6 separate regions of the Mus musculus genome follow, and regions 1, 3, 4, 5 and 6 are each linked to region 2. A link is a contact called in public HiCAR-type, HiChIP or PLAC-seq and promoter capture Hi-C data. All regions are on one chromosome and are shown on one strand. Each heading gives the region's core, a stretch centred on a gene start, on an enhancer-like site or on the middle of the called end of the contact. The rest is flanking DNA. Distances are from core to core; before and after follow the strand shown.

Region 1 (2,700 bases), core at 113-2,612, 1.6 Mb before region 2:
CCATGTGAGAACAACACTAGTGTTTGGGCCTGGAAACTGGATGTCGGAATGCTTCACACTCCTCTCGGCAATGTCTCCTGCTCACCTTTTAGAAGGGATGCTCCAGTCTTAGTGTAGGAGCTGCATTTAAGCTGAACATGATCACTGCCATTCTGGTCTACGCCATTTGAGCTGAATACGATCACTGCCATTCCGGTCTATGCCACTTTAGAGAAGCAGCTTTACACACAAATGCTATTTTTCTCATCTGTGCAATGGGTTCACTAAAAGACACCCTATATAGAGAGCTGCCAGCATTAAAAGAGGTTCCAAATGGAGGGAAAGGTCAGAGCTGTGCCATGGGGCCATCAGCGGTGCCCAGCCATGGTCAGGTCCTCTCTACTACAGGTGTGGCTGTGACACACTCTGGCTTGGCTTGGTCTAGTCCTGCCCAGGACTTGTCATGTGCTGGGCACCGAGATACACATGCAGGATTCTGAGTGTTGGCGCACATCAAAGACTGACCAACTCCCCTCCCTGTTATTCTTTCGACGAGGAAACTGAGGCACAGCAGAAGCCTGAATCTGTTCCCAGGGCTCACATTCTCCTCTACTGTGGATTCCCTTCAGCTCTGTCTCCTAGCAGCTCCAGTCAGAACTTTTTAGAACAGAGTTCGGAACAAAAATAAAATGAGCCCTCAGGGATGCCTACAGCCTTTCAAGGGATGGTCTCCTATTCCATATGCACTGCTACTTGTCTTACCTGGGTCGTCCTCATCTCGGGGCACCTTCTTGAAGCAGTCGTTGAGTGACAGGTTGTGGCGGATGGAGTTCTGCCAGCCAGCCTTGCTCTTGTTGTAAAAGGGAAAGTTGTCGGCCACGTACTGGTAGATCTGGCTCAGTGTGAGGCGCTGGTCGGGCGCACCGTGGATTGCCATGGCAATGAGGGCTGAATAGGAATATGGTGGGCGTACCAGCTTCATGAGCTCTTCCTGAGAGGGGATGGGCAGCCAGCCCAGGTCGCTGGGCAGTAGCTGCCTCTGCATGCCATAGGCCTGGGGTAGAAAGGGGCTGGCGTTAGTGCCAGGCAGGTAGGGTGGTGGGGTCATGGCCGGCCCATTGAGCCAGAGGTAGGGGTTGGGAGTGGTCCCGTATTCGCCACCACCTTCGAAGGAGGTTGGGCGCTGAGGACTGGGCATGCCCTGAGGGTGGAAGAAATTCTCATAGTAAAGATTCATCTCCGGGGGCTCCTGGCCGATGCTGGGGAACTGGGGACTGCACCGAGGTGGTGAAGGCGCTGGGAGGTCGAAGGAGCTCATGCTGGAGCTGGCTTCGGGTAGCCACCGGCCGCACCTGTGTTCTCTGGAGCTGCCCCTGACAGGTGCTCAGCAGGTCCTGGCCTCCTGTGACTTATACCCCCAGGGCTTGGCTGGGTGGCCCCACCCAGGGGCGGCCACCTGCCAGCAGCTCCCGACCAGGGCCCGCCTCCCTCTTGCCTTAGCTGCCTGTGGCCTTAGTTCCCACTAATGACATGCTAAAGGAGACTTATTGGAACCAGTACCCCAAGTGACAAGAGCTCCCTTCCATCCTCCCCCTGTTTTCTTTCCCATCGTTCCAGAGTACCTTTCTCTTTCCCTTGCATTTTCCCTCCCTCCTCACGTTCCCTGCCTTTCTCCCTCCTTCCCATCTTCTCCACAGGCTATTCTGTGTTGCTTTCTTTGTTTCTCACACTTTCTTTCCCTTCTCTTTGCCTGCTTCATTCTGTCTCTCACTCTTGTTTCTTGCTCTTGAGCCCTTGTTTTCCCTTCCACTCCTGCCCCTCATTCTCTGATGAACCCCCACCTACCCCACCCCACCCACCTCACCCACCCCACCCCTATATATCAGCAGCTCATGCTTTGGTCTTTGGAAGGCTAGATGCATTTTCTAGAGTTGCCAGGACACTCTACAGCTCCTGTAGAGTCAGAGAGCAGTTTGGCCTCTGGAGAGGACACATGTGGCTCCCTTCTGCTCCTAACTCTCTCTCTCTCTCTCTCTCCCACTCCTCCCTCTCTCTCTCTCTCCTCTCTTGCCCTCCCCATTCCTCCCTCTCTCTCTATCTCCCCCTCCCCCTTCTCATTCTTCTCTCTCTCTCTCTCTCTCTCTTTCTCTCTCATACACCACATACACACACACTCTTACATATACCACACACACATATACCATACACATATGCACATGCACACACACACACTCTTACATATACCACATACAGAGACACACACACATATCACACAGAGACTTACACACACACACACACACACACACTGTAGGCCGAAAGAAGACAATGTGAAGGCTGCTGTGGACATGGCCTGGAAACCCCCCAAGATGAGCAGCAGGGCTCTTAAAAAGAACATCAAAAGATAGAGGATGGGAACTGGATTTTAGGTAGAAATGAGAAAGAACACCCACGATTCAAGTTTCTTTCTAGCTTTAAGGCACAGCAGTCTCCCCTGATCCTCAGTTGATCCAACATCTGTGGAAGTTGTTGTGCAGAGACCCCTGGCACTGAGGGAGCTAGGCAATGCGGAGCTAGGCAATGCAAGCACACACACACACACACACACACACACACACACACCGGCTGCTCTCGTCCTTCTCCTGTCTTTTAGTCTCAGAGACAGTGCTTACAAGCAGGCCCCGCTTCCCATTGCTGCTTAGCCAAGGCCAGTTTTCTCTTGGG
Region 2 (2,700 bases), core at 170-2,669:
CTAAATACTTGAGACTTGGTATGTTATGGGGGAGGAGGGTGTTTAGTTACCCTTTGGAGGCAGGGGTGGTCTGACAAACATTACACGGTAAAATCCAAAGAAGAATGTCAAGTGAATCTGAAAGTCGCCAGAACACCAAAGCTAACTTTCCATTATATCCACCAGTACACAGTAATTAAACCAGACCTGCCAGACCCAACTCATTCCCATAAGCTCTAACCTAGTCCCATGAGATGTAATACAGTCTCTAGAGAAAGTCATTGATCAACCGCAAGACTGGTGTCCCCATTACCCAGTCACTTCCTGAAGGCCCCACCTTCTCACACTACTTCATTGAGAAATGAAGCCTCAGTGTGAATTTTGGCTTAGAGCAACTAAATCCAAACTATAGCAATCAGCAAAGGCAGGACAGCAGAGCTCGCCAGTTAGATTGTTTCTTGGAATGCTATCTTCCAGGGCCAACTCCCCAGGGGCAAGCACATGGAGGTTCCTACCAAGCCACATATTGTCAATGACTGAATTCTTTGCCATCTAAGACATAAAAGTGGAGGAGAGGCCATGTCCTTGATACCATCTCTTCCTTTTCCGATGGATGATCTCAAATCACAAGAGGCGTAGAGAAAAGGGTATCCTGGGTTTATTCTGAGAACTGGTGCATCTAATTCTTTTCTCTGAAAGTCACTTTCCTCTTTATAATGAGGAGCTAGACTAGAGAGATCCTGTGAGGAACCTGAAAGGCATGTGCTTTCAAACGTTTTGTTTTATGAGACAGGGTTTCTCTGTAGCTCTGGGTGTCCTGGAACTCGCTCTGTAGACCAGGCTGGCCTCGAATTTCCAGAGATCTGCCTGCCTCTGCCTCCACAGAGTTCAGGGATTAAAGGCGTTGCACCACGACCATACTACAACTTTCAAGTGTTTCGACTGCCTCGTTCCTGCCGTATCTTCACAGTAAATAAAACTCGCATGTGACTCAAAAGGCTGCTAGACTACATTACATTAAATAATAATTATGTAGCAAATGTTACCATCTTTAGTGACCTTCCAACCCCAATATTCAAGGTGTTCCTTTAGCGGATGACTTATCTCATCAAACGTATTCAGTGGTCTGGACCCCTGAATTTTGACACAGCCATCACAGGGAAAAACCATCAAGAGGAAAATCTGCGACTGCGTGACAGCCACAGCGCCCTCAGAGTTCACAACCCCTCTCTTCTTTCAGCCGCTACGAGACCAGAGCCCGGGAATTGCCAGGACCGCCCACGGCTTGCTACCATTGGCGGCCTCCTTGCTGGCGTGACTAAGGCTCCGCCTCTTCCCCGCTGGGACCACTCTGAGGCGATCTCCGGAAGCGGAGGGGGGCTAGAAATAGGGGTCGAGAGGCATCCTGGGCTTTGTAGTCCGCCTGAGCATCTGCCGCAGGAGAGTGGAGCCTCACTCTACGGAGAACTACAACTCCTAGCAGCCCCGCGGAGAGCGAGGCGAGGAGGCCTGAGTCACGTGGGCGCTGGGCCTGGGCGGGCTATTTCTCAGTGCGGCGGCGGCGGCGGCGGCGGCTCGGGGGACCGGGGCCTTTTGTTCGGAGCGGCTGCGGGGGGCCACGGAGCGGCGAGGCCCGCGGCCTTCCCCGGCTCGCTCGGTCCCGGCCGCCCCTTGCGGGGTTGCTGGGCCGCCCCGTGGGCCGCCTGTGGCCTCAGGCGCCGCCGCCCCGCCCTAGGCCCGCCCCACCCGGCCTGAGGGGAGGAACCGGCCGGGCCTCGCCGCGCGGCCCAGCCAGCTCCGGAGTATTCACCTCTCCTCGCTGAGCTCTGCACCCGAGGCTACCCCTCGCGCCTTAGGCCGACGCCATGAAGATCAAGGATGCCAAAAAACCCTGTAAGATGGGACCGGGGACCCGTGGGTTGGGAAGACGGGCCTTGGAGCCTCTGGCGGAGCGGCCCGCTTTAAGCTCGCGACTGTTCTCGGACGCCAGCCAGGGAGGGAAGGGAGGGATCGCTGCAGCCCCAGGTTGCAGGCGGCGGGCTTCCCCACCCCCATGCATGAGGGCCAGGCTCCTGCGGTCCCCCTGCCCGCTGCTCTCTTGCTCCTGCAGATCTGGGAGGTGCACGGGAGAATCTTGACTCGGGTTTTACCAAAATGGGAGCACAGCTACCAGGCCCCTCTTGAAAAGAGGTAGTCATGGCTGTCAGATAGGGGTTGGTACACCACCTCCCTCCCATTTTCCCCAGTTTCTGGGTTTCCTGCGCGTGTCCTTGAAGTCCAGGTGGGTTCCTGGGAGTTGTCAGCCTTGCATTTGGAGCTGTTCAACGCTTGTGCATGTACTCTGCCTGTAGATAAATTAATGGCTTGGGCAGTTTAGAAAATCAGCTGGTTTTGTGTTTTAGGGAGCAGATAAACACCAAGGTTAAACATCGTATTTCAGCTATTTCGAACACATTAATATGGTGATAAATACCTCGAGCTTTTTTCTGTAGTTGTACATGCATATACATGCAAAGGTTCTAACCCTGTTATGAGAGACACATCAAGGTTCACAAGCTGTCTTTTAAATGCCTCTTATTCCTGCGGTTGGCTTGTTTATTGGCTCAGTCTTTGTGAATGTTGTTCTTTCATTCTCTACTAACTGGGCATGTGGGGATCTGTGTTCCTGTCATAGAGGTTTTACAGATTTTAGTGTTTTATGCCATCTACAACTGCGCCTAG
Region 3 (2,700 bases), core at 82-2,581, 1.7 Mb before region 2:
AGTATTGGAGGTCGTAGAACCCTAGGGGGTGGTGCATAGCCAAGGACATTTAGATCATGGCTGGGTGGTGTGCCCCTGAAAGGGTTCTTCAGATCCTGGCCCTTCACAGATGTCGTGAAGTGAGCAGCTTCCTCGATCTCACCCACAGTTACAAACGGTCTTGCTACCGGCCTGGAACAATAAGACCGGGGGACTGTATGCTGAACTTTCTGAAACTGTGAACCCGATAAGCATCTCTTTCTTTTAAATCATTCACTTGAGAGGCTTTGTCATAATGATACAATGCAATAGCAACTGCAGAAACACACACATTCAGGCACTGTGCTGTCTCTTCAATCTCATTTCCCCCAGAGGTCATATGAGTCATGTGAAACCTTCACCTCACACCTACACAGATTTTCCCTGTTATGCTTTTGTCTTGGGACTCTTTGGTCTTGGGAGATGGCTCCATGCACTTCTGAGTTAAGAAATGACAAATGGGAATAGTTCTCACCGGGTAAACACAGCAGGATCCGAACTCACTCCTCAGCAGAGGTCAGCTCTCGTGTCACTGACTAACCTTTGGGGTGTTCCCATCAGATATTGACAGCTATGTTTTTTGAAGCTCCTAAAGGCATTTCTCCACCAATGCTAGGCCAAATCCTGCCCTGGGCCACAGATACCTTCTCCATATTGCTAGGCTTGTGCATTCTGCTCAGTGTATTATTTTTAAGGTTAAAATTTTTTACTAAAATAACTGAAACCTGTCACCATAAATAAGTGACATTTGTGGAAATGGGCCTGCTTACCTTATTTTAAACATTATACAGGGCATCCGTGTATCAAAATCTCGCATGGCACTGCATTAATATGCATAGTTATGTGCTAGCTAAGAATTAATAAAAATAAATCTTAAATATATTCAATTCACAATTATGTTTGATGATAGGGAAATGGAATATGAAGGATGGATGAATAAATATCATGATATTCAGAAATGAAATAGAAATATTACTTTAAATAAAAAGAAAAGCAGGGGGGAAAGTCTCTAACCACCACGTGTGCCCCCAAAGAAATCAAGGTTCACCTTTAATCTCTTAGGAAGCTACTGCCAGTACTGTGATGCACAGCCTTCTAGCCTCCCCACCCACTTACAGTACAGCTTTTGAGAAGGGATTGGTCCTTCAAATGTCCTTAATGTTTAAGAGGACAAGAAAAGTCCTGTTTTCCCTTCCTGAGAGACTGTAACCATAATCTCTATTATGTAAATTCTTTCAAAGAAGCAGTCTGTTCAAAGCTGTTGCTAAGTCATTTGTTGCTATAGCAATGCTTGGCCCTAGAGGCAGCAAACAACAGGCAGGCTCCAGCCTCCAAACACTGGCCACCATTATCTCCCTCACACCCTAGGGGAGAGCTCCCTTTGCCAAAGCTATTCATTTAAATTAGCAGCTCCCATCTCAGTCATTTGAGTTTCTTGTGCTTGCTGTGCTGTCCTGACTGGGGCTTTAACAGCAGTTAGGGCAATATATTGAGGTCGTGAGGACTGCGGGTCGGCAAGTCTTGGTGATTAGGATATCTGAGATAAACAGATATTTGATTAGTGGCTTAGGGGTACAATCCTGTCCGGATGAAAACAGAGGCAATAAATAGTATAGTCACTAAAATCCCAGTAACCACTGGTCTATAGGAAACAAATCTGAGACCATTCTGAGATGTTATATGTGGCTGCATATATGTACTCTAACTGTAGGATGACATTCCACATATGTAATATATTTCATTGGATTCTGGCAAACCCCACAGCATTTTACATGAGAGAAACAGGTTTAGACAGAGCAAGCAACCTGTCCAAAGTCCCTGGCAGAAAGTGACAGTGCTGGCTGGTTTCAAACATCTGCCTTCTGTCTCAGAGCTGCCTGCTTGCTCACTGAGCTGCCTTGAAGGACTAGAATAAGCATGCATGGTATCTCTACTCTGCACGGGGAGTTCCTGGACTTTTTAATTGGAAGGCACTGACTGGGCTTGGTACACACCATTATCACCCCCACTGGTGGATGCAAAGCTGAGACTCACACATGTGCTGTACCCACTGCCAGGACACTGGTTGAACAAAGAGCTTGGGCTACTAGTCACCTGCCTCTGGAGCCTGTACTGCCTCTACACAACACCACGTGGTACCTGGTACCCAGAAATCATTAAGCCCAGGGCTCTTACTTTGGCAAGTGAAGAAACAGACTAATGAATACCAAGCAGCTCCATCAAGGTCATTTTGGGAGGTCTAGGGTATCTCCTCCCAGCTTCCCAAGGACAATGGATCTTCTGTGTTAGCTACTTTTATCATCTCTGTGACCAAATACTTGGCAGAAACCATTTAAATGAAAAAAGATTTGTTTGGCTCATATTGTCTGAGGGTCCGGTCTGTGAAGGTTTGACCTGTGTCTCAGGATTTCTATTGCTGTGATGAAACACAGTGACTCAAAGTGTGTTGAGAAGGAAAGGTTTTTATTTGGTGTGTATGCCCATCGTTGTAGTCCATCACTGAAGGAAGTCAGGACCGGAACTCAAACAGGGCAGGTACCTGGAAGTAAGCACTGATGCAGAAGCCATGGAGGGGTGCTGCTTACTGGCTTGCTCCCCATGGCTTGCTCAGCCTGCTTTCTTTCCTGTTTTTAAAATACTTTTTATTAGGTATTTTCCTCATTTACATTTCCAATGCTATCC
Region 4 (2,700 bases), core at 135-2,634, 1.8 Mb before region 2:
ACAAAAACAAAAAACAAAAAACAAAACAACTATCTGAAAAATTTTCCCTATAATGCTCTCTGCAGGCCGAGAGGGAAAGAAGGCCTTCACTGGGTGGGCAACCACTTGCTTTTTGTCTGGCTGCTATGAAGGGTGTATGTGTGTGTTGGGGGGTGGGGGGGAGAGAGTGACTTCAGAACATTAATGTGGTTCTGACAGGTGTTTTCTACCTGTTCTGTGTGGGTTGCTGAATAAGTCTGTTTATACTCTCAAAAATCCAGGCTACTTGACTCCTGGGGAATTATTTGACAAAGAGCATATACTCAGTAGGTGTTTGGAGGGGGAAGGGGGAGGGAAGCAGATTACAGGCTAAATTGTAGAGATTCCCTAAGGGTTAATAAACAGCTCCTACACCACACAGCCCTGCTCTAAGCCAGGCCTCAGGGGTAGGGAACTTCCATAAGCCACTCACAGCCCTTTCTCCAGCCTTCCTTCATAAGCTCTGCCCTTCCCCCTCTCCACTCTTCCTCTGGTTGATGGCCTCTGCTGGGATTTCAAGTTGACTTCATTTAACCAGGTAACATCAGCAGCTGCTGGTGCCCTTTTGTTCTTTAGAGTATCTGCTCTGTCCGTAGTCGGTCCCTGGGTTTATGTGCAGTCAGAAGCGCTTTCTCTTCCTGTACCACGGAGGAGGATAAGATCTGTGGCGCAGCAGCTCAGCAAATGAGGCAGCTTGCCTGAAGCCACACAGCTGAGCTGCTTTGTGAGTCAAGCATACGCTTGCTGGGAGGGCCAGCTCCTTAACTAGACATCACTGTGAAGAAAGTCACTGTCACCTCCCTGCTGAAGATGACGCTGGGTTTTGAGCAACAGTGTAATCTTCACCCTTAAGTCTGCAGTGGCATGGCAGGAGCCTCTCTGCAGCAGCAGGATGCAGGTAGAGTGACTCTGTGAGCTTCGCTCTGCCCTCAGGAAGCGTTGTGGTCTAGGTGGAGATGTGAGGTATAGGCCATTGTAAATTCAGGGATGCCCAGGTGGATTCTGATTCATGTTCTGTAAGTTACCAATAGTATCAGGCAGAGCTTTTTAAAATGGATTTCAAAGAAGCCCGCCTCCCTAGGGTGTTGACTTCTTTGTTAAAAATTCATTGGTCACATCCTGGAGTAACCCTCAGCTAAGTGGTCAGTTTTGCTTCCTTACTACACCATTTGCCAGGGTCTTGAGTCCTCTCCTTGAAAATCTCCAGGCTACCTTTCCTTAGTCATGAGAAGCCATTGATTATGAGATAAGCCATGTATCTACTGACGACTTCCCCAGGAAATACACATGTCAGACTTGGTATGTAGTCATGCTCGCTCACACGAGGTTATTTGATGAGCTGATAGATCACACCATCTACTGGCCAATAGCTACTGTAGCTTGGTACATGCCATGTGTTAAGTGAGGAAGAAACTGACCAGGCAAGACAGTGCAGAGGTTCCTCCATCTTGTGTTCTTGCTGAGGCCATTCCCAGTTTAACTAAAATCTGACTTCCTTGATGAAGAATCCCATAGAAAATTACCCAACTCTGTTCTAGGAACTGAGTTCCTAGCCAGCTTATCTTAACTTTTGTTAAAAAACTGCCTGTTTGTGCAGAACCTCCTCCAGCTAACCACTTATCTTAGCATCTGCTAACACTGCTTGCTTTGAACTTCTTCCTCTGTGAAGTCCCCACTCCACCCCACCCCACCCCACCCCACCCCACTCCCGCTTCTATCCTCCCTCTGCAGCTGCTGAACAAGATGCCAGAATGAGGGTTTTGCCTTAAAAAACCCCTTGGTTTGGATGCTCTCAGACCATACCTCAGCCCCTGAACACGTGGGCGTGGTCCCAGTCTTCTGGAATAAAGGCTTAATTGGCTACACATTGTGTCTGAGTGGTCATCTCTAGTGAGCTTCCTGTAACAGTTTAGAAGTCCCACTGGGATCCCAGACTGAATCCAGACATGTAGAGGCCTCTTGACCCCCACGAGTTGGGAAAAGTGCACAGGCAATGAGGACTCTTAGAGGACACCCATCCTGAGACTTTCTAGGGCCCCATGAAAATCCTTTCTGACAAAAGGCTGCCGAATGTTCCAGTGGCACCTGGATGCAGCCTCTCACAAGAGCAAATTGGATGTCATTTGTTCTGAACACCTCCAGAGGTAAGTTTGGTCTGCAGAACTTGCCTGATCAGCCTGTGTGTCCAGGCTCTGTGTGGTTTGTTGAATGAATGAATGTTTGGTGACCACCTGTGATTTGTCTGTTTGCTGTTGACTGGATCTGCATGGTCTTTGTCTCTTTAAGTCAGTCTGTCACTTGCTCTTGTGATGGGAGGGAAAGCAAGTTCAGGTGTGTGCGGACATGTTCAGAAGGGCTCCGGAATGGGGTGACTCTGGTATTTGTTTCTTCCTAGGAAAACTCTGCAGTCTGTAAATGTGAGTGGGTCCTTTCTAAGCTAAGGTGGCTATCTTAAGGATCTTTGGATCTCCAGGCAATCAGGGCAGTCTGGAACATTATGACAGGCTTTCCTGGCCATCCTGATCAGTTCCCTCATGCGGATCACTGGCTTACCCTTGTTCTCAGTCTATCTTCATGGTTGAAAACCTGTTCTCTTTCTTTAGGAGTCAGGGTGTTCTTGGTCTGGCCAGAACACTCAGAAAGGGACTACAGATTCTCCTTACTCTACTTGAAGAGATGGGT
Region 5 (2,700 bases), core at 83-2,582, 1.8 Mb before region 2:
GGTCCCACTGCTGCTCAGCCGAAAGGTCCTTCCTGAGGTGGGCCAGATGGAGAAAAACACCCAATGTCTCCCTTTGGTTTCCATGAATGCATGCATGTGTGAAAATATCAAGTACACACACATATACACAATATCATACACACATAATACACACACCATACCTATCCAAACACACACATATCACACACACATGCACAAATCATTTAAGCACCACACACACATGCAGGCACATGCACACTAATAAATCTCCAGTTGCTATGAGGCAACTAAACAGGTAGTTGTCTCTCTAGTTAGAGTCAGTGACTAAAGGGGGATGGGGTGCTGTTCACCCCCCAGAGTGTCAAGGAGCCTTGAGTGACAACTTTCTTTCTGGGCCTTAGAGGGCCCTGATTATCAGGTGTTAGGCTTAGGTGAGAGGTGCTAACACCTAGTGATCAGGAATATCTAAGATGCACCCACTGCCCTGGGCCTGGGGACACCAGAGGCTACTTCTAGAACTTTAGGTGGCTGGAGACATAACAGAGGTATGGTTTGAGGTGTTAGAACAGTCCCTTGGTGGCAGAGATGGCTGGGATTTGACACTGGGAGGGGCCAACTTCCAATCTGTCTCTGTTCATCAAGTAGAGAAACTCTGGACCAGGCATCAAGTTCTGTGCAGATGACTAGCAGGGCACCAAGGTGTAAGGAGGGCGGGGCGGGGGCGGGGCCGGGGTTGGGGCAGGGGTGGGGCGGGGCTTGTTCTTGCTTTCCCAACTCTTACAGTGCTCTCTTTATCCACAAGGACCCGGAGTGCAAAAGCAGGTTTGCCCCCCACCCCTACCTCCAGTACCAATGTTCAGTTGTCGTATTGGCTGCAATAACTTTCTGCCTATGAAGCAGAGTCAGTCTGTGGGAGGTCCCCAGCATGGCACTGTCCCTGGACCTGGACGGCTGGCCGGAAGCAGCTGTGGGACCCACCGCTACCAGCCTCAGCCCCAGTGGTCTTTAAAAGGCGGAATTTCCTCCTTTCTCTGAACTCCATCTCTAACTTAACAATCCAGAATAAAGTTAAGTTTTCAAAATGCTATTAATTATAGAAGGGAGAAGACAGAGGTCCAGAGAGGTTCAGTGACTTGTTCAGAGTCACACAGGAAGTCAGGGACAAAGGTGGGAGGCTTTGGCTGCACTGGTGTGGATATAACATGGGCTAGTGACAAGCCCAACCCCTCTACCTCCCTCCCCTGCACTACACAAGGAAGATCATTTCCTATTCCTGGCTTCTCTGCCAGCCTGAAAGACGGAGTGTAGAAGAAACATTTTTGTACATATATCAGGATGGCCTTGTGGGGTGGGTAATGGCTTTTGCTGTTTGACATCTGTTTCCCAGGAGACTCTGGGAAATGCAGGGGCAGAGTCCCCAACAGCAGCTGAGGGCTGTGAGGCTAGGTACCTGCTTGTGGAGTTTTTATCCCGGGGCAAGCTGTGTGCTCAGACTTGACCATGTTTGGGCATGGAGGCTCGACCCAGATGGGACTGAGACTGCTTCCCTGGAGACCAGCTGGGAGACCAAACTTCCTGCTAGAGCTCCCAGGCCTGACTTGGGGTGGGGGTGGGGGTGGGGCGAGTGGAGAGAAACCATCTGCCAGCCAGCGGAGACCCAGAGAACTGTGAGTGCTACATCCCAGAGAGCTTGGGAAGGGCTTCTAGGAAGCCGGGGCTGAGGGGAGATGGTGGGAGACAGCAGCCTGTGATGGCATGGATAGGGTGGTGAAAATCCCTACCTCTCCTGATGCCCATCAGAGTTCTGGCACCGGAGGGCCTGCCTGGCCTGTTGACCCTGGTCTGGGCGTCTCTTTTGTGGCCAGCCAGTCAGGACCAGTGTTGTCACTTGTCATCAGGATAGGGATCGACAAACAGGCCTGGCAGAGTGCACCAAGCTCCTTCAATTCCTCAGTTAATGATGGCGCCTGTTTATGGAGGGCATCACTTATTTATGAGGTGACGCTCAGCAGTGTTGGTGGGTCTACATCAGGACCCTGAGGAGGGCACTATTGTTCTTGTTTTAACAGTCATATGGTTGCTAAGTAGAAAAGCCAGGACTCGGTCTTATATCTGATGGCCTCTCTTCTCTAAACTCCCCCAAAACCCTTACATACTCTATCCCCAGTCCTTCTAAGGAAGAGATCAACAACCCAACAGTTATGCCACATAGGACTCTTCTTTAACCCTTTCCAACTTTCCTAGATCAAGCCCAGACCTCAGGTGACTTTTCTACAGAATTCCATCCAAGGAGTCCTGAGATACTTAATGTTTCACATCCGGCATAGTCTCCCTGAAATCTCTTCTGTTATCATGGAAACCCATTTCTTCCTGTCTCAGGCCACAGTGCATATCAGAGCTTCATATCCTTCTTGCTGGAGGTTCTCATTAGGCCCATCCCAGATTCCCACCTAAGCTTTACATTTAAACTGAACTCACTTCATGTAGCTGGTGAGCCATCGGGACATTACAGGCACAACCAGTCACAGGAGCGAGACCTCTCAGGAACAGGTGACATCCTTCCTTCCTTTCCCTTCTGAGCTTCCATGCTGTAGCCTTGAGCAGACTCCTGCTGTCATTTATCTTGGGAATGCTCAGGAGTCTAGGAGGGCTCACTGGAAAAAGCCAGCACCACAAGGAAATCCCCTCAAGTGTACTGGGCTTCTCCTGGAGATAATTGGT
Region 6 (2,700 bases), core at 98-2,597, 1.7 Mb before region 2:
TGATTGGTTATTTGATTGATTGGTTATTTGATTGACTGGGGTCCAGAATTCTCACCTATCCACTCCACTCTCCAAGCTTATACATAAAGCCTAGGTTCATTCCATGATGCCTTCTTTACTCTCCATTTTCAATTGGCTGCCATGCTGCTGATTTGAAAGATGAAATAATGTCTCTCACTGAGAAGGGAGCTTTGGAGCAGCAGGGCAGTGGTCCATTGAGCGTCAGCCACAGTTGAGCTTTATGTAACATACCTGGGCATTTCCTGCAGATCAGCAGCATGGAGCATGTTTCAGGGACTGGGCCTGGCACTGCATCTGCATCTGCATCTCATTTAAGCTCACAATCAGGTACTGAGACAGCTGCTAGAGGCAGCAGGGCTTCCTGTAGTCTATAGAAAATGGAAAGCACACATGACTAAAGCTACCCTTGACAAACCTTCAGGAACAGCACCTCACGTACCAATGGTGCGCTATTCAAGCATTGGAACAGAGAACTAGGTGTGTGTGTGTGTGTGTGTGTGTGTGTGTGTGTGTGTGTGTGCATTTCCATATGTGCACTCATGTATGTGCACATACAGATGGAATCCTGGCTAACCTGCGTTTGCAGGTTGCCTTATGCACCAATGCTTTAACCTCAGGTCACACTCACTGCCAATGGTTGTATCAGTCTGTGAGAAGTGTATAGAGTCTGAGACTGGAGGAGGAAGCAACAGATCCCCCTCTCCCATCTCCAGGCATTATATATACTCTTTGCCTAGGCATATGGTAGAATCAAAAGCAAATGCCATATATGGAAGAAACAATGGTAGACAGAATATAAGACAAAAAAAGCACAGCGTATAGAAGGTGTGCCATCAATAGCAACAATTCTTTAAACTTTTTATCTTTACATTTGCCTAGCAAATGCATTAAAGTTTTATGTGTATAACCCCTTTGTTTCCCTGCCTTGCAGATATGGAAACTGTCTGCCTAGACTGTCATTTCATGCTCAAAGCTACAGTGCATAAACATTCCTATCAGAAATGGAGCTGTTCCTCTGACCTGTAGCATTATTACCTCTCCTGGCTGCTAAGGAGCCAGGCTTCATAACACCAAGAAGCAGCTGAAGGCCACACTGCTTTCAATAAGAACAAACTGGTGGGGAAGGAGGTCAGAAAACATTGAGAGACTATCTTCCTTCTCCCACAGTTCACTAGTGGATGAAATTATAGATAATTTTAAGGAACTGTCAAAAGAGATCCTTATCTGCAAAGAGTCAGCCAAGCACAAATATGGTGCCCAGCTTTGAGTGTCTGTAATACTAATGGGAAAAAAAATACTTGAACTGACACTGGAGTTTAAGCCCCCTTTGTTCCTCTTCCTGCTTGGCTGGGGTGTCTGGGCCAGTGGGGAATTAACAATCTCTCTCTCTCTCTCTCTCTCTCTCTCTCTCTCTCTCTCTCTCTCTCTCTCTCTCCCCTCTCTCTCTCTCTGCATTATGAACCCCCAGAGCTGTCCTTCCTTGTTTACTTATTTAGAAGTCAGCAGAGGAAGTGGTAAAGGAAACTAGCTGAGTCGTTTTCTGAGAAGAGACCATATTTGTTCACAGGGGAAGCCGCTGCTTTTGGGGATCTGGCTACAGCAGAAAAGAGTCCTCTTCAACAAGGGTGTTCCTGAGAGCATCTGGGAATCAGAAGAGCCAAGGACACCTCAGAGCTCTGGATCTGGGCTTTTCCCCTGTTCATGGCTGCATCGCCTCTCCTCAGTTTGTGAGCCTCTCCCTGTAGAGCAGCCATGGCCTTGAAGAATGTCCCGTTTCGCTCAGAGGTCCTAGCCTGGAACTCAGACAACCTCGCTGACTATTTCAGGAAGGTGGGTCTTTCCCTCTTGTGCCTTTGGTTGGTCTGGTATGTCTTTGGTTGGGTGGGCAGAGACAGGAGGTGGACTGTGGACAGTATGTGGAAGGTGTATGGTATAGTGGTAGATATAGGAGACAGACAGACATTGCTTTCTTGGTAACGTGTCCTGTAGAGAAAGATAGGGGGGAGGGCCCTCAGCTACACAAGTCCCTAGACACACTGCCTGTACTTCCAGTGCTCTACAGACTGTGTCTTGTCAGACACAACCCACTGTCATGGGAGATCCGTGTTGACATACTAACAATCTGCATTGACAGTGTTGCGTTGTAACAACATCATTATTTTGCTCAGCTGAAAAGTCAGCTCGGGGAGTTGAAGCGTTCCAAAGCTCTTGAGTCTTCTGCAATCAGGTTAGATTGGAGTCTTGCCTATTTAGCCTTAAAGCACATGCTCTGAGCTGCAGAGGCTTACTGTGGTAAAGGCTACTTACTAGAAAGGGAGAGATGGGGTAGGAAAATGAACAGGCAGGGCAGGAGGTTAGAACAGAGAGCTGGATGAACACTGGTGTTTTGACATCTGTTGTTCATGATCCTGGAAGAAGGCTAGAGTCTCTTTATTGGCCAGAGCCTCACTGGAGTTTTATGAGAATCCTGGAAAGCTGTCCAGAAAACAGACATAAGCCCCAGGATAGTTAGGGACGTAGAAGACAAGTTCAGCAGACTTAGAAGTCAGGCTGGACCAGAGTTCTGCTGTCCTGATTTCCAGGATAGGAGGAGATAGGCAAGATCCTTGTTAACAGCTAACTGTGACCACATGTCTGCTTAGGCATATCCCAAGTCATTAAACTCTTCTTAGGCACCCA

The links. Promoter capture Hi-C pulls out the DNA fragments that hold promoters and counts their contacts. HiCAR-type assays count read pairs that join an accessible place to other places. HiChIP or PLAC-seq counts read pairs in DNA pulled down with a chosen protein or histone mark.
Region 1: a contact with region 2 is called in a HiCAR-type map of astrocytes, with 3 times the contacts expected there. The contact joins the promoter of Foxi1 here to the promoter of Pank3 in region 2. A contact is called at or near these places in 2 of 39 promoter capture datasets (hippocampal neurons and pre-B cells) and 2 of 115 datasets of contacts at active chromatin or transcription factors (astrocytes and large pre-B cells).
Region 3: a contact with region 2 is called in a promoter capture Hi-C map of hippocampal neurons, with 3 times the contacts expected there. The contact joins the enhancer-like site here to the promoter of Pank3 in region 2. A contact is called at or near these places in 5 of 39 promoter capture datasets (the HPC-7 cell line, cranial neural crest, embryonic stem cells and 2 more) and 1 of 115 datasets of contacts at active chromatin or transcription factors (large pre-B cells).
Region 4: a contact with region 2 is called in an H3K27ac HiChIP or PLAC-seq map of thymic regulatory T cells, with 11 times the contacts expected there. The contact joins the enhancer-like site here to the promoter of Pank3 in region 2. A contact is called at or near these places in 1 of 39 promoter capture datasets (pre-B cells), 4 of 484 Hi-C or Micro-C datasets (B cells, CD4 T cells, Th1 cells and 1 more) and 2 of 115 datasets of contacts at active chromatin or transcription factors (large pre-B cells and thymic regulatory T cells).
Region 5: a promoter capture Hi-C map of hippocampal neurons shows a contact between it and region 2, with 5 times the contacts expected there. The contact joins the promoter of Kcnmb1 here to the promoter of Pank3 in region 2. A contact is called at or near these places in 2 of 39 promoter capture datasets (hippocampal neurons and pre-B cells).
Region 6: a contact with region 2 is called in an H3K27ac HiChIP or PLAC-seq map of bone marrow-derived dendritic cells, with 10 times the contacts expected there. The contact joins the promoter of Lcp2 here to the promoter of Pank3 in region 2. A contact is called at or near these places in 1 of 39 promoter capture datasets (pre-B cells) and 1 of 115 datasets of contacts at active chromatin or transcription factors (bone marrow-derived dendritic cells).

What each region holds. Positions count from the first base shown.
Region 1 is chr11:34,206,727-34,209,426 of GRCm38.p6, forward strand. It overlaps Foxi1 (forkhead box I1), which reads right to left and starts at 1,363. Exons shown (of 2, transcript NM_023907.4): 1 at 742-1,363. The coding sequence starts at 1,297.
Region 2 is chr11:35,768,076-35,770,775 of GRCm38.p6, forward strand. Pank3 (pantothenate kinase 3) reads left to right here and starts at 1,420. Exons shown (of 7, transcript NM_145962.2): 1 at 1,420-1,872. The coding sequence starts at 1,845.
Region 3 is chr11:34,111,835-34,114,534 of GRCm38.p6, forward strand. No RefSeq gene overlaps it. Among named protein-coding and RNA genes, the nearest start is that of 4930469K13Rik, 15 kb to the left of the region's middle. Within about 2 kb of position 1,332, at least 60 of the 459 cell types and tissues checked have an H3K27ac peak or open chromatin away from gene starts, as enhancers often do. A contact at or near this core is called in hippocampal neurons, where this site is marked.
Region 4 is chr11:33,938,342-33,941,041 of GRCm38.p6, forward strand. It overlaps a transcript of Kcnip1 not described here. Among named protein-coding and RNA genes, the nearest start is that of Gm36395, 7.6 kb to the left of the region's middle. Within about 2 kb of position 1,385, at least 83 of the 459 cell types and tissues checked have an H3K27ac peak or open chromatin away from gene starts, as enhancers often do. A contact at or near this core is called in Th1 cells and thymic regulatory T cells, where this site is marked.
Region 5 is chr11:33,961,681-33,964,380 of GRCm38.p6, forward strand. Kcnmb1 (potassium large conductance calcium-activated channel, subfamily M, beta member 1) reads left to right here and starts at 1,333. Exons shown (of 4, transcript NM_031169.4): 1 at 1,333-1,646. It also overlaps a transcript of Kcnip1 not described here.
Region 6 is chr11:34,045,581-34,048,280 of GRCm38.p6, forward strand. It overlaps Lcp2 (lymphocyte cytosolic protein 2), which reads left to right and starts at 1,348. Exons shown (of 21, transcript NM_010696.4): 1 at 1,348-1,851. The coding sequence starts at 1,774. The region is part of intron 4 of 4930469K13Rik (RIKEN cDNA 4930469K13 gene); the gene reads right to left.